Linked DNA regions of Mus musculus: region 1 is linked to region 2. The links are chromatin contacts, called in public HiChIP or PLAC-seq maps. All regions are on one chromosome and are shown on one strand. The core of a region is the stretch at or near the end of the contact, and the rest is flanking DNA. Distances in the headings are between cores, read along the strand shown.

Region 1 (5,649 bases), core at 1,523-4,022, 210 kb after region 2:
TCTTCCTTTTCACATCAGCAGACCAATTTTCTTTTTTATTTCTCTAAATCTAATAGCATTTAAAAGAAAAAAAATATCATTTTTCATAGATTAGTTCATCAAGATCTTACAAGTGCCTGCTAGGTCCTGAGTTTGTATGAGGGCTATAAGGACAGGTTATAACAAAGTTCTTAATTCAACTTGTTTATTAGTCTGCTGAGGCTGCCAAGCAAGATTCCACAGTGGAATTCTATTTCCTCACTGAATTAGAAATACAAGTTCAAGTTCCTGACAGAATCCATTTCTTGTTGGACCGCTCTTTCTGGCATAGCAATGTGCGGAGATAGAGGTGCCTGGTACTTTACCATCTCTTATGTGCATACCGGATCACAGGAAGGCCCACACTTAGACATTCAACTTAAACTTTATAGACCCTGTAGATCCTGCCTCTAAATCACACAGATGCTTCAGCACACACATTTAAGGAGACACAATTAGATCCACCACACCATGTTCACATGTTAGTTCATATTTGGGGACTGTGGTCCAGCTTGCACAGAATGTCAGATATTGAATTTCCTCTCTATTGAATTTCGCCTTGGCTTCAATCTTGGCAACAACTTGGTAATGCGAGCTGACATTTCGAACAAACCGTCTTTTGAATCTCAGGCTTAGATTATTTCATTCCTTGCCCGTGGTTATGTTCACTAGCAAATAAACAGCAGCAGTATTTTCTCATTGGGCGTCCAGTGCTATTTCTTGTACACCGCAGCGCGCCACAGAGTGTTCTTATTCTGCTGCTTCTGCTAACGAGAAGGAAATGCAGTGTGGATGGCAGATGTCTGAACACTTGGATGATTGAGCATGGCCATCTCCTTTGGTCCAAGGCAAACATTCATCTTGGAATGAACCTGACAGATAACCCCACTAAGATAAACCCACTGACTAACCTTAGGGGACATTTCTGCTACTTGTCGATGATCACCTAAATTTGTCCCTCACATTTTATTTTAGAATCTGAGGACCTTGGAAAAGTTTGAGGGTCCTTTTGCTGCTCTGTCCCTGAGCTTGAAACATAGTGACTGAGGCTGTCAGTCAGGCCTGTGGAGGCTCTGTGAGGAGGCAGCCCCTGTACAGCAATTTCACACTGGATACAGTGTAGACAACACATGGCAGGCCAGGGAAGACAGAGGAGAGAAATGAAAGCCAGTCTTTGAAGCTGCCTGGAGGTATACAGATGTCACACGAGAGAAATCAGATGTAGGAGAGACAGCCCTGCAATATCCCTAATAGGCAAACCCACGGAAACAGAACCGGAGGCAAGGGTGGAGTAAGGAGACGGGGTCAGTCTTAATGGATGCTAGGAGACATTTTGCTAGAATACAAAAAGCACATTTATACACACAAACTGAAATGGTCATTGTATATGTTGGTGAATACAAACTTAATCTCTCAGCAGCTTCTTCAGCCAAGCCAAGGAATCACTTGAGCTATATGTGAATATTTTTTCAAGGGGGAAATGTCATATTAAAAATAAGCTCACTTCATTTATAAAAATCAACAACCGCTGACGACTCAGTACTAAAATGTACTAAACATATTAAAATGTCTCTGTCTACCTATGGGGAGAGGGATGGCTTCCCCAGGAATCAAGATGAACTGGGTATCCTCCCCCACAGAATTTCTTGCCTTAAGAAGTGGTATAGCTTCAAGCAAGGGGAAATGATCTCACAAGGACAGATATGCAAAGGCTGGCCATTGCGCTCATGTAAAGTAAAGCAGACCAATTTTCATGACTAATCGAAAGGTGAAAGGTCTTGTAAGGGATTCAATAGTTATACACTGGGGTATCCCAGAGTTTTTGGTACAAATATTCAAAATCTGGGCTTAAGAAGCAATGAAATAGACTGGTTGAGAATCATTTTCAGAATATTCTCTCTGCAGAAATATGTGAATGCATACCCATTTTAAAGTGAGAAAAAACAGTCTTGAAAAAATGCATAGTAGTAGGTAGAAATGCGGTGTGTTGCATAAACATCATAAGTGTCTTGCAATCATGAAGCTATTAGAGTGATTTGGTTTTTACAGTGGAATTCAGGCTGGGGATGTAGCTAGGTAATAGAGGATGTGTGTGTGTGTGTGTGTGTGTGTGTGTGTGTGTGTGTGTTCTGGTGGGGGTGTAGTGGGGGATACAATTAGTTTGTGTTGAAAAAAACTAAAAAGTAATAAAAGTATGTTCGTGGCATAAACCTGAGAACAGATTTCCCCTTTTTTTCCTATGCTACAACCCAACAGCACTTATGCATAGTTTAATATCAAGGCATATTACATCTTATTTTACACTGACTGATTAATAGCTGAACAGATCAGTGGAGAGGCTTTGGCTCCCGCTGAGCTCACAGAGTTTGATGGAAACCGCAGGAGGGGGCCTGCTCCTGACTTCAGCCCAGGCCACCGCTGGGTCCCCAGTGTGTGCCCGCCTGCTGTGCTTTTCAGGCATCTGGAGTGTGCCTTGGGTAGCATGGCCTTCCATCTACCTCAAGGGTACGGGGAGCTTTGTGGTAGAACAAAGGAAGCTATGAATGTCTCCTTCCCCCGAGAATGAGCAGTTCGTTATATTCCCAAGGTCCCATTTTCAGACTGTTCTCCGAAAAGGGACATCTGAGAGACTCCTTATCTTTTATCCTCAGTGTAACGGAAAAATACTAACCCGAGGAAGTGGGCCGTGAAAAGCTGTCAGAGCCTGTCTACCTTTGGCTTTGATAATGACTCTAGAACCTCTCCTCAACCCTACTGAGATCTGACTCAACGTGGGGCGAAGCCAGAAATACCAGGGTGTCTCAGGAAAATAACAGAACAGCCCGGGAGAGGCGGGGGGGGGGGGGGGAGAGGGGAAGCCTGTGATTCGGAGCGGGGTGGGTGGGTGGGGGCAGCAAGAGGCATAGTCAGCTTAGGCAAAAGGGCCATAAAAAACGATGTCTTTCTCAGAAAGTGTAGATGGCTAGATGAAGAAGGGCCTTGCTTGTCTCTACACGTGGGCGGGGTGGGTATCTCGAGGATAGGAAAAGCTGAGGACACCTAGTGATACGCAAACTTCCCTCCGCCTCTGCCTGTGGGCTTATTAGCAGCCAGGCAAATCGGTGTGCAAAGAATAGCTTTGCTGGATAACAGCTGGGGAAATGGCAAATTATGCAATTTTGCAGGCGCACACAGACCCGCAGTTGCACTGAAATCAAATTAGATGAGGCACGGGGCTAGGCAGTGCCAGCGTCAGGGCTGAGGGCACCCCTTTGCCTAGCTGTTCAGGTCGACTCTGTTCTGAGCTGGGGACGCCTCTGTTCGTGGTGGTCTGTGCTGCGCGTCCTAAGCACCCAAGCCCACGGTGGTGTTTACTCGCCTGTGTGGTGTGAAGAGGACGATTTAACTCTCCACCTTCCCCCTCCAGCATGCGGTATTGATTTTCCACCGTGATACAGAAAGGCCTTTCTTCTAAGTACCTTTGGAGGCAGACTTGGCTGTAGAGCCAGCTTTGTGAGCGAGGGCCTCTATTCAGGGAACACAGAAGGGCTTTCTCAATTGCAAGTTGTGTTTGTGCAGTATACTAGTCATAACAAGTTCCTGTTTGACTCTTAAGTTGTTCGTGAAAAATCCAACCAACAGATTGAAGCTGTTTGTTGCATCACTCGATCAGTCTAAACAAGTCCCGCAATTAGAGTGGCTAATTAATACCTATGTCTATTGTGCATCCGAGCTGACATTCTGAAGGTGTTGCCAGTTCAGAAGTGTAGAAATAATTACTCTCTAAAACTGGGCAAGGAGGCGGCTTTCCATGGGATTTCACGTTGAATATGCAAATGTTCTCTCATTTTGAAATGTGACTTGTGAAAAATTAGGAGCATTTGAAAATTCTCCAGCCTGGAACTGATTTCATATGGAGTTTATGTTCCTCCCTTGAAGCCATAAAAGGCTTAGCAGCAGCAAGGTAAAGGAAAAAGAAAATTAACAAAGCCATCCCTTGCTCCAAAGCGGCTTAGTCTATAATATGCTGAACTTGTAGTCTTGATAAAGCTCGGAATTGGTGTTTCATTACTTTGGATTCAAGTGCCTAAGTTCCCTATCATTTAAAAAAAGTAAGCATAAATTCTGTTACCTGGATTTCAAATTGTCTTTTTATGTCACATACAGCCAATACCGCCAAGTTCAATGTGAGATGACAATATACTTTTATATCTGTAAATACCATAATATATAATACTGAAATATAAAAGAAATTTCAGAGGGCTAGTATGTAGAAAGATATGACAAAGGGAAGGGAAACTGATTTATAGTCATTGATTCATTTGGGATCAATTGTCTGAGAAGTCATTGAAGGACTACATGTATAATGAATGTTACTCAAGGCAACTTTAAACTGAGAAAGTCTGTCCTTAATCAGTTACTGATAGCATCTAGTTCCTGAGTATATAGGGCCTCTGATTTACTTGGGATGATACTAGTTACTGTATTTTGTAAAGAAAAAATGAAGAAAAAAAAGTTAGGTTCCATTTTGGTGATGGCAAGCTTTAGACAGTGAGCAGAAGAGAGCTCAGAGGGATGGAAGGGATGCGAGCCTGGAAGGCTCAATCTCTCTACAGCAGGTAGAGCAGGCTAACATGTCTGTGAGTGAAGACAGCTGTATATAGATGGAGCATGCAAGAGGACAATCATTTTGAGGAGGTTAGTGTGACACCTGAGATGACATCATTATTTGAAGTCACAAGTGCAGTTGACAACAGCCCATCTATCTCCTGGCTTACAAGAGAGTATGGCCGCTAGGAGCTCAATGAGTGGAGAGGGTCAGGAGACTACTTCCTCCTGACTCCAAGGGTCTGATGGTGCTCTTAAGTTTTGTAACTTCAGCAAGATCAGGAGCTGGTACAGCCTCTCTGGCTTACCTACAGAGCTGTTTGCTGTGCAGGGGAAGGAAGCATTCAGCAGACAGGCTTTCCCACCCCCTGCTGCGCTGCTCTGGACTACCTTTTAGAAGAGGGTGGGGTTTGAGTCTGTCAGGGAGTCTGTAGTGGAGAGACACAGCATTGAGATAGATGAGAATAGGGTTCCAAACTGGTTAATGTGAAGCATGACTTAATCTTCTGCCCCAAGAAACAGAAACAATAGAGAGGTGACAGTGCTGGTGACATTGCTGGTTGTGGTGGTGGGACGGATAGTCAAGTGGGAAAAGAAAAATTACAATTTAAAATGGGTTATATGTTTGTTACAATATTAAAGGGCAAAGTCATATGTGGCATAAGAGGGTTGAGACCTAGGTCATTTCAGATACGAGGAAAGGTCATAGCGATTGCAGAGAAGCCTGGCAGAAGGTAGGAAGTAAGGGAGAGTGTGAACCAGCTGAGGCACCAGCCAAGAGTGGAAACAGCAGTATTTCCTAGGGGGAGCCACTGGACTTTCCAAACGTGGTGCTGGTGCTGATTGTCCAAACACCTCTGAAAGGAATGGTGAAAAGCAAACCGTTCACCCCCCCAACCCCCATCAATGATTTTGTCATCATGAAAAAGAAAACTCAAGGAAGACGCCCAAATAGAAGAGTCCATGAGGAGCTGGAGAGATGGCTCAGTGGTTAAGGGCACTGACTGCTCTTCTAGAGGCCCTGAGTTCAATTCCTAGCAACCA
Region 2 (5,728 bases), core at 2,935-5,434:
GACGCACCAGGAATCAAACTTGCTAGCACCCAACTTTGGACTTCCAGCTTACCGTAGAACTCTGAGGAAATTGCTGTTACTTAAACCATCTGCTTAACTTAAACTGCTATGGCAGGCTGAAAGAACCAGGATTTGAAAAGAATCCTAAGATAATGGTTTTTAAAAACTTCTGAAACAAAAAGTCTTTGTTTATGGAGATTAAAGTATTTGTAAACAATACTATTTCCTTTTGTGAATTGTGAATGTAATCACAATTCTCATTATCTGTTAAAAAATGGGACACAGGAACACACAAGATCACTTTTAGAACTTAGCTTTACTGAGCCATTTGCTACTCAAGTGAAGCCCTGGGTTCCGAGCTAGTGCCCGCTGTGGAAGAGAACCGACTCCACAGTGTCTTTTCACCTCTTCACAGGGGCTGTGTCATACAATAATAAATAAGATGAAATAGAGATCTTTGGTTTTAGTTGAGGTAGAGTCAATACACAACTAAAAGCCTATGAAGAAGTGAAATAAATGGCCAACCAAGGCTATGTAGATTTCTGGGAGACCAGGCATGTTTGCGAGGTTGCTGAGCACACAGACAAACCCAGAAATGGTGATTAACTTCCTGAATACGGAGTCAGAGACACAAAACAAGCAGCAAGCTTCTAAGTTTGCTTTATGGGAGAAAAGAAACAGATAAAAGAGTTGCAAAATTTATAATAAAAAATCAGTAGGCTGATAAATATTGCTGTGTAACTTTTAACCACCTAAATCTTGTCAATAATACAGGCAAATGGATAATTATTAGCAATTATTAGGAATTATTAGTAGTCAGAAACTATTTCAGTACATGAAAAATAAATAGTTTTTGATATGCTCATAACTACAGTTAGCAGAGCAATACAGCAACAAACTGGAAGTCATTCAGAGCTGTGCACTCATGGCCTTTGGTAACCAAGCTGTGGCTCAGATGGATGAAAACCCCGGTTCTCTCCCTGACTTGTGAGCTGCACAGACACAAGTATGCTAATGGCTTGCTACTGGTAACAAACTGTGCACTCAAGTAAACAGCTTTGCGTGGAATATCGCTCTAATCTAAAGTGTCTAACAAGATACTTCATTTCTAAGTCCATAAATTTTAGGGACAACATTCAAAATTAATTTCATCTTTACCCAAGTTTGCATAGAGAGAAAACACTAATTTTACTTGAGCTTTCGGCTTAACTTACACATGAAGATAATTACGTAGTCTGTTTGGGAAAGTATAATCAACCCTTAGGCATGCAATATCACTGTATCTTATGAGAATTCCCCATGTTCCAGTTCCTTCCTTCCTTATTACATGCTGCAAAAGCAGCAGTAATTTTTATAGCCAAATATCACCCCATAAGGTTTTCAATATTTACCATATAAGTCATGCATGAAATTTAAACATTACAAAAGATGACTTACCAGTTGACACTCCTGAAATATGCACATTTTCAGAAAGTTCTGCAAGAGCACCATTTCCTAAAATTAAACATAATGAATAAACTAATTTCCAAGGTACAAGTCATAATGTTTTCACATTCTTCTTAAAGGAAGACTACACATAATGACTTTCAATTATCAGAAACTAAATTTTTATAATAATGTTAGAAGAGTAAGACAAAACATTTTGGAAATTACAATACACTGCAAATAGCGATCTCACAAATATAGAGAGCTGATTAACACCAACAAGTACAGCCAACTATTGATCAGCAGGAACAGAGTGAACTGTGGCGCAGAAAGACCACTTACTTCAAGGCATCCTGGTCAGAGCCTGTCCCATCAGCCACTGGTTATTGTAGGAGTTCTACTAGCTAAAGCTCCACTTTAATTGGTCTTTCATTGCCATGTATCTTCCAACCTTTCCTGCTCCCTCAAATTAATGCCAAAGGAACCCCATCAGGTATTTATTTTGTAGAATATATTTTAATATGAATTATTTCCCATCAAATATTACCCCCCTCAGCACCCTGTTGCTTGTGTGGGAGACCAGTGTAGGATCTTGAAGATGCAGAGCCAATGCTCTACCACTAAGGTACATCCCCCCTTCTTTCTGGTATAGACGGCCCGTTGGTTTTCAACTTTTGTCTTTCTTCTCTTACTGTCTAGATCTGAACCACAACAGTCAGGAAGGGCAGAGGAAGGGTGAGCTACCTGAGCGACAATCAGAAAGTGAAAGCAGAGTTCTTTCTGGTTGAATAAGGAGAAAACTGCAACATTATAACTAACAATTTTTCTTTCTCGAGCTACACAACACTTTTTCTCAGACCCTAGAGCAATAGCTGCTCATACCATGATAGTTGAATAAATGAGATGTGTCAAGGCATGTAGCACTAAACAGCCATTCAGTTTTTTCCAACTGTATAAAGTGAAGAATTACTACTGAATAAGATAATACTAAGAAAAGCACACTTAGTCAACTATAGCTCTATTAATCACATGAAAAGAACTGCTATGTTGCCTCAGAAACAATACAGCAGGAGTGAATGCAAATCTGGCTCACTTATTTTACACTGTGGGGCAACACCATACATGCTCCATTTCTTTTGCCCAGCCAAGTAAATCGTAGGGCCACTAGCAAGTGTGCATCCACTGTTTTACCACATACAACTTACTTATTTTAAAGAAGAAGAAACAAAATGAGAAACACATTCAATAAAGCAACTACCATAGTTTGTCAAAGGCAGCGCCCACTGCCCAAACCTTTGCACTCCACGCCCCGAGAACCCGAATGAGCAGAAAGCTGGAGCAGCAAGGCAAGGTCTGGCTTAGGCCTTCTATGATGCACAGCTACAAATTACAGCTGTGCTTCTGACATCCTTATGGGCAAATATAAAACTGGATTTTAGTGTTAGACATACATTCTGTTAAACCTTTTCCCAGGACAGTAAACAAGCACAGGCTGAGGAAGAGAAGTGGGTGCCACGGGCTCTGGACTAGATGGCCATGCCCTCAACACCAGCACTGTCGCCTGCTGCGCAGGTGAGCACAGGTGCCTCGATTATCCCTAAGACAAGGAAACCCATCACAGGGCTTAATGGAATCCTAAAAAGAAAAAACTGTCTAAATCTATCAATGTACAAACGTGTAAATTGATAGAGCTTTATAATAAAGTGTTTAAGAAACTGAAATAAGTAGCCAGATGTAGTAAAGTTTTGAAAAAAGTCTCAAAATATTAGACTATGATCTAATTTTAACTTTAAAATCATGTACATATAGCCTTCAACATTCATATTTATATAGCCATGTTACATACATACATGTGTATGCAAACCCTGGTAAGTCTAGGGGTAAGTAAAACTGTAAACTCCAGGAACAGGTCAGACAGATAAATTCTGTACACTTAAACAAGGACTGAATTTGTTATACATAGGCACAGAGTTCTTGAAAAATATTATTCATATTATATAAAAAATAGAAAATGAGAGAACAAATATTGCTTATTCCTTATCATTCTTGGGGAATAAAAATGTGTGTATGTACAGCAGTTAGTTATTAGACTTACATGCACACGCGCGCACGCACACGCACACGCACACACACACACACACACACACACCCCACTAGGTCCTATTCTTGGGAGTGGGGAGCTGGAGGAAGAAGCTGGGGGCAGCAGTGGGATAAAGCTGGGTTCAGCTATTTTGAACCCTGGGGACTAGCACAGAACATGACATAAATAGAGATATTCAGTCTCTAGCTGCTCAAATAAAGAGTACTTGACATTAAGTAAGAAGTATGCAAAGTCCTGGCTCCCAAAGGGCTGACACTCTCTTGAGAAAATAATGCAAGTGTCCTACTCAGGACGGAATGAGAGACTTTCTATCAAAACACAGAATGGTGTGTTCACTAGTTTCCCATATCAGCCAATTCAATTGGAAACCACAGACATTGAGAATTGCATAAGAAATGTGAACCTATACATGATGTAATTACAGATCTATTTGAAAAAAAAATGCAAGAGAGAAAACAGAGAATTGGTGAAAGGTGGGATGTGAAGGGACCATGATGTACCCAGAAGAAAATAAACAAAACTAAGATGCTCACACGGAGCTCCTCCTATAGGTCAGGACAGGAACTGCAACATGCCAGTAAGTTGTTGAACAGTTTAAGAAGCTGGGGGTAAAGGTTAACTAACTCAGGGACGAGATGTCAGTCTGTGATGTAAGTTGGAGATTGCCTAGACAAGAGGAACAAATCAGGTGAGCACTGCTACTGCACAGGATTTCTGCCTGGAGACTTCCTGGTCCATGAACACCCAGCAGAGCAGGGACACCTTGCTAGGCCAGGGGAACAGAAACTGGACTAGAGAGGCAACAGCACTATTCCGAGCATCATAGATTGAAACCTTGTAAAAAGATTACCCCCAAATGTGCATCAGGGTCCCTCTCTTAGACTAATCTGCATATGTGACAGATCAAGAGCTGCTACAAGGCAAAAGTTAAAACACTTCTAGGTCACCCACTGAAGAAGTTCTTCTCTGAGTGTGGACGAGGTCTCAGGTGGAGCTCCAGATAAAGGTCCAGGCAGCCAGCACACCCACAGCGTATGGCAGGGCCGAGTGCTTTAACTGGAGTTGACAGCAAGCCAGCACATTCTCCCCAATGGCCTGCTGTTAGGTAAGCAAGTAAGTTCTATCCCTGGCAACCAATCAGGGAGAAAGAACTGACGCCTGCAAGTTGTCTTCTGAACTCTACACTTGAGTTGTGTGTGAGCCCAAACCGCTCTAATCCTGCTGGCCACACACTGCTGCCTTAATCAGCCTAACGAAGCAGCTGCAGCAGTTCCATCTCGCCCACAGGACGGCAGAAAGCCAGCCCCACCATTCTGTTTACAGTTGTCAAAGTCACATGACCAGCTTTTCACAGCAAAATGGAATGGCAGGGCAGTCCTGAACTGAGGGGTGAGGTGTTAATTTCTCTAAAGCACACTGGGGCATGGTTAAGTAGAGAAAAGGGATCGCCAGATGGCTGACAGGTCAGGCTACAAACTGCAGCATTTTTCTTTCAGCTGGAATCCCATCCCTTCCTTAGAATTCACATAGCTGAGGCTCATTTTCAATTTAAGTTCCTCTAGTCCTTCATTCATTTGCCGAAGTTTTGCAAAATGGCACAGCCTAATTAAATTAATGCAGCAGTGAAGCTTGGGGGGATCATGCTAGTGAGAGGTGACTTTAAAACTGTGGTCAGTATTCTGCATCGTTTAGTGACATAACAGACTTGGGCATTAGCCACAAAAGTCAGTAAAAAAGAGGCAAACACTGGCTCCCAAAAGTTGAACTCCAACAAGGAAAGTGAATTTGAGCAAGCCTTTACTTAACAGAACTATGACACAGAACTTTCTACAAAGATGAACACACACCAGAGACATTATCTAACTCTGGCAGCCATTTGGCACATGTGGCTATTGGTCATTTGAAATGTGGGCACTGTACCATAACAAGTAAGTTAATTTGATTTAATTGTAGTTAATTCAACTTTAAATTTAAAATAGCCCCTGTGGCTAGTAGCTATGTAACCTTGGTTCTAAATCCGATTATCAATTTATAGAGAAGGCAGAGGACAGGGAACATCTTTAATTACATTACTGAGATACACTTGGCAAACTCCAGGATGAAAATTGTAAAAACAGTTTCTTTAAAGAATATTTGGTGATTTACAAAAACACCATTCAAAAGGCTGTGATTTGAACTTACAAACTGGAAAAAGCTTTAATG

The links. HiChIP or PLAC-seq counts read pairs in DNA pulled down with a chosen protein or histone mark.
Region 1: an H3K4me3 HiChIP or PLAC-seq map of embryonic basal ganglia shows a contact between it and region 2, with 2.7 times the contacts expected there. The contact joins two enhancer-like sites. A contact is called at or near these places in 1 of 39 promoter capture datasets (hippocampal neurons), 1 of 484 Hi-C or Micro-C datasets (bone marrow-derived macrophages), 8 of 115 datasets of contacts at active chromatin or transcription factors (T-cell acute lymphoblastic leukemia, embryonic basal ganglia, embryonic limb bud and 3 more) and 1 of 9 other capture datasets (embryonic stem cells).

Annotation. Positions count from the first base shown.
Region 1 is chr15:40,111,614-40,117,262 of GRCm38.p6, forward strand. All of the region lies in intron 2 of Gm33251 (predicted gene, 33251), which reads left to right. Among named protein-coding and RNA genes, the nearest start is that of 9330182O14Rik, 20 kb to the right of the region's middle. Within about 2 kb of position 2,773, at least 61 of the 459 cell types and tissues checked have an H3K27ac peak or open chromatin away from gene starts, as enhancers often do. A contact at or near this core is called in embryonic basal ganglia and embryonic limb bud, where this site is marked.
Region 2 is chr15:39,903,102-39,908,829 of GRCm38.p6, forward strand. It overlaps Lrp12 (low density lipoprotein-related protein 12), which reads right to left. Exons shown (of 7, transcript NM_172814.4): 2 at 1,438-1,494. Among named protein-coding and RNA genes, the nearest start is that of Lrp12, 38 kb to the right of the region's middle. Within about 2 kb of position 4,185, at least 129 of the 459 cell types and tissues checked have an H3K27ac peak or open chromatin away from gene starts, as enhancers often do. A contact at or near this core is called in embryonic basal ganglia and embryonic limb bud, where this site is marked.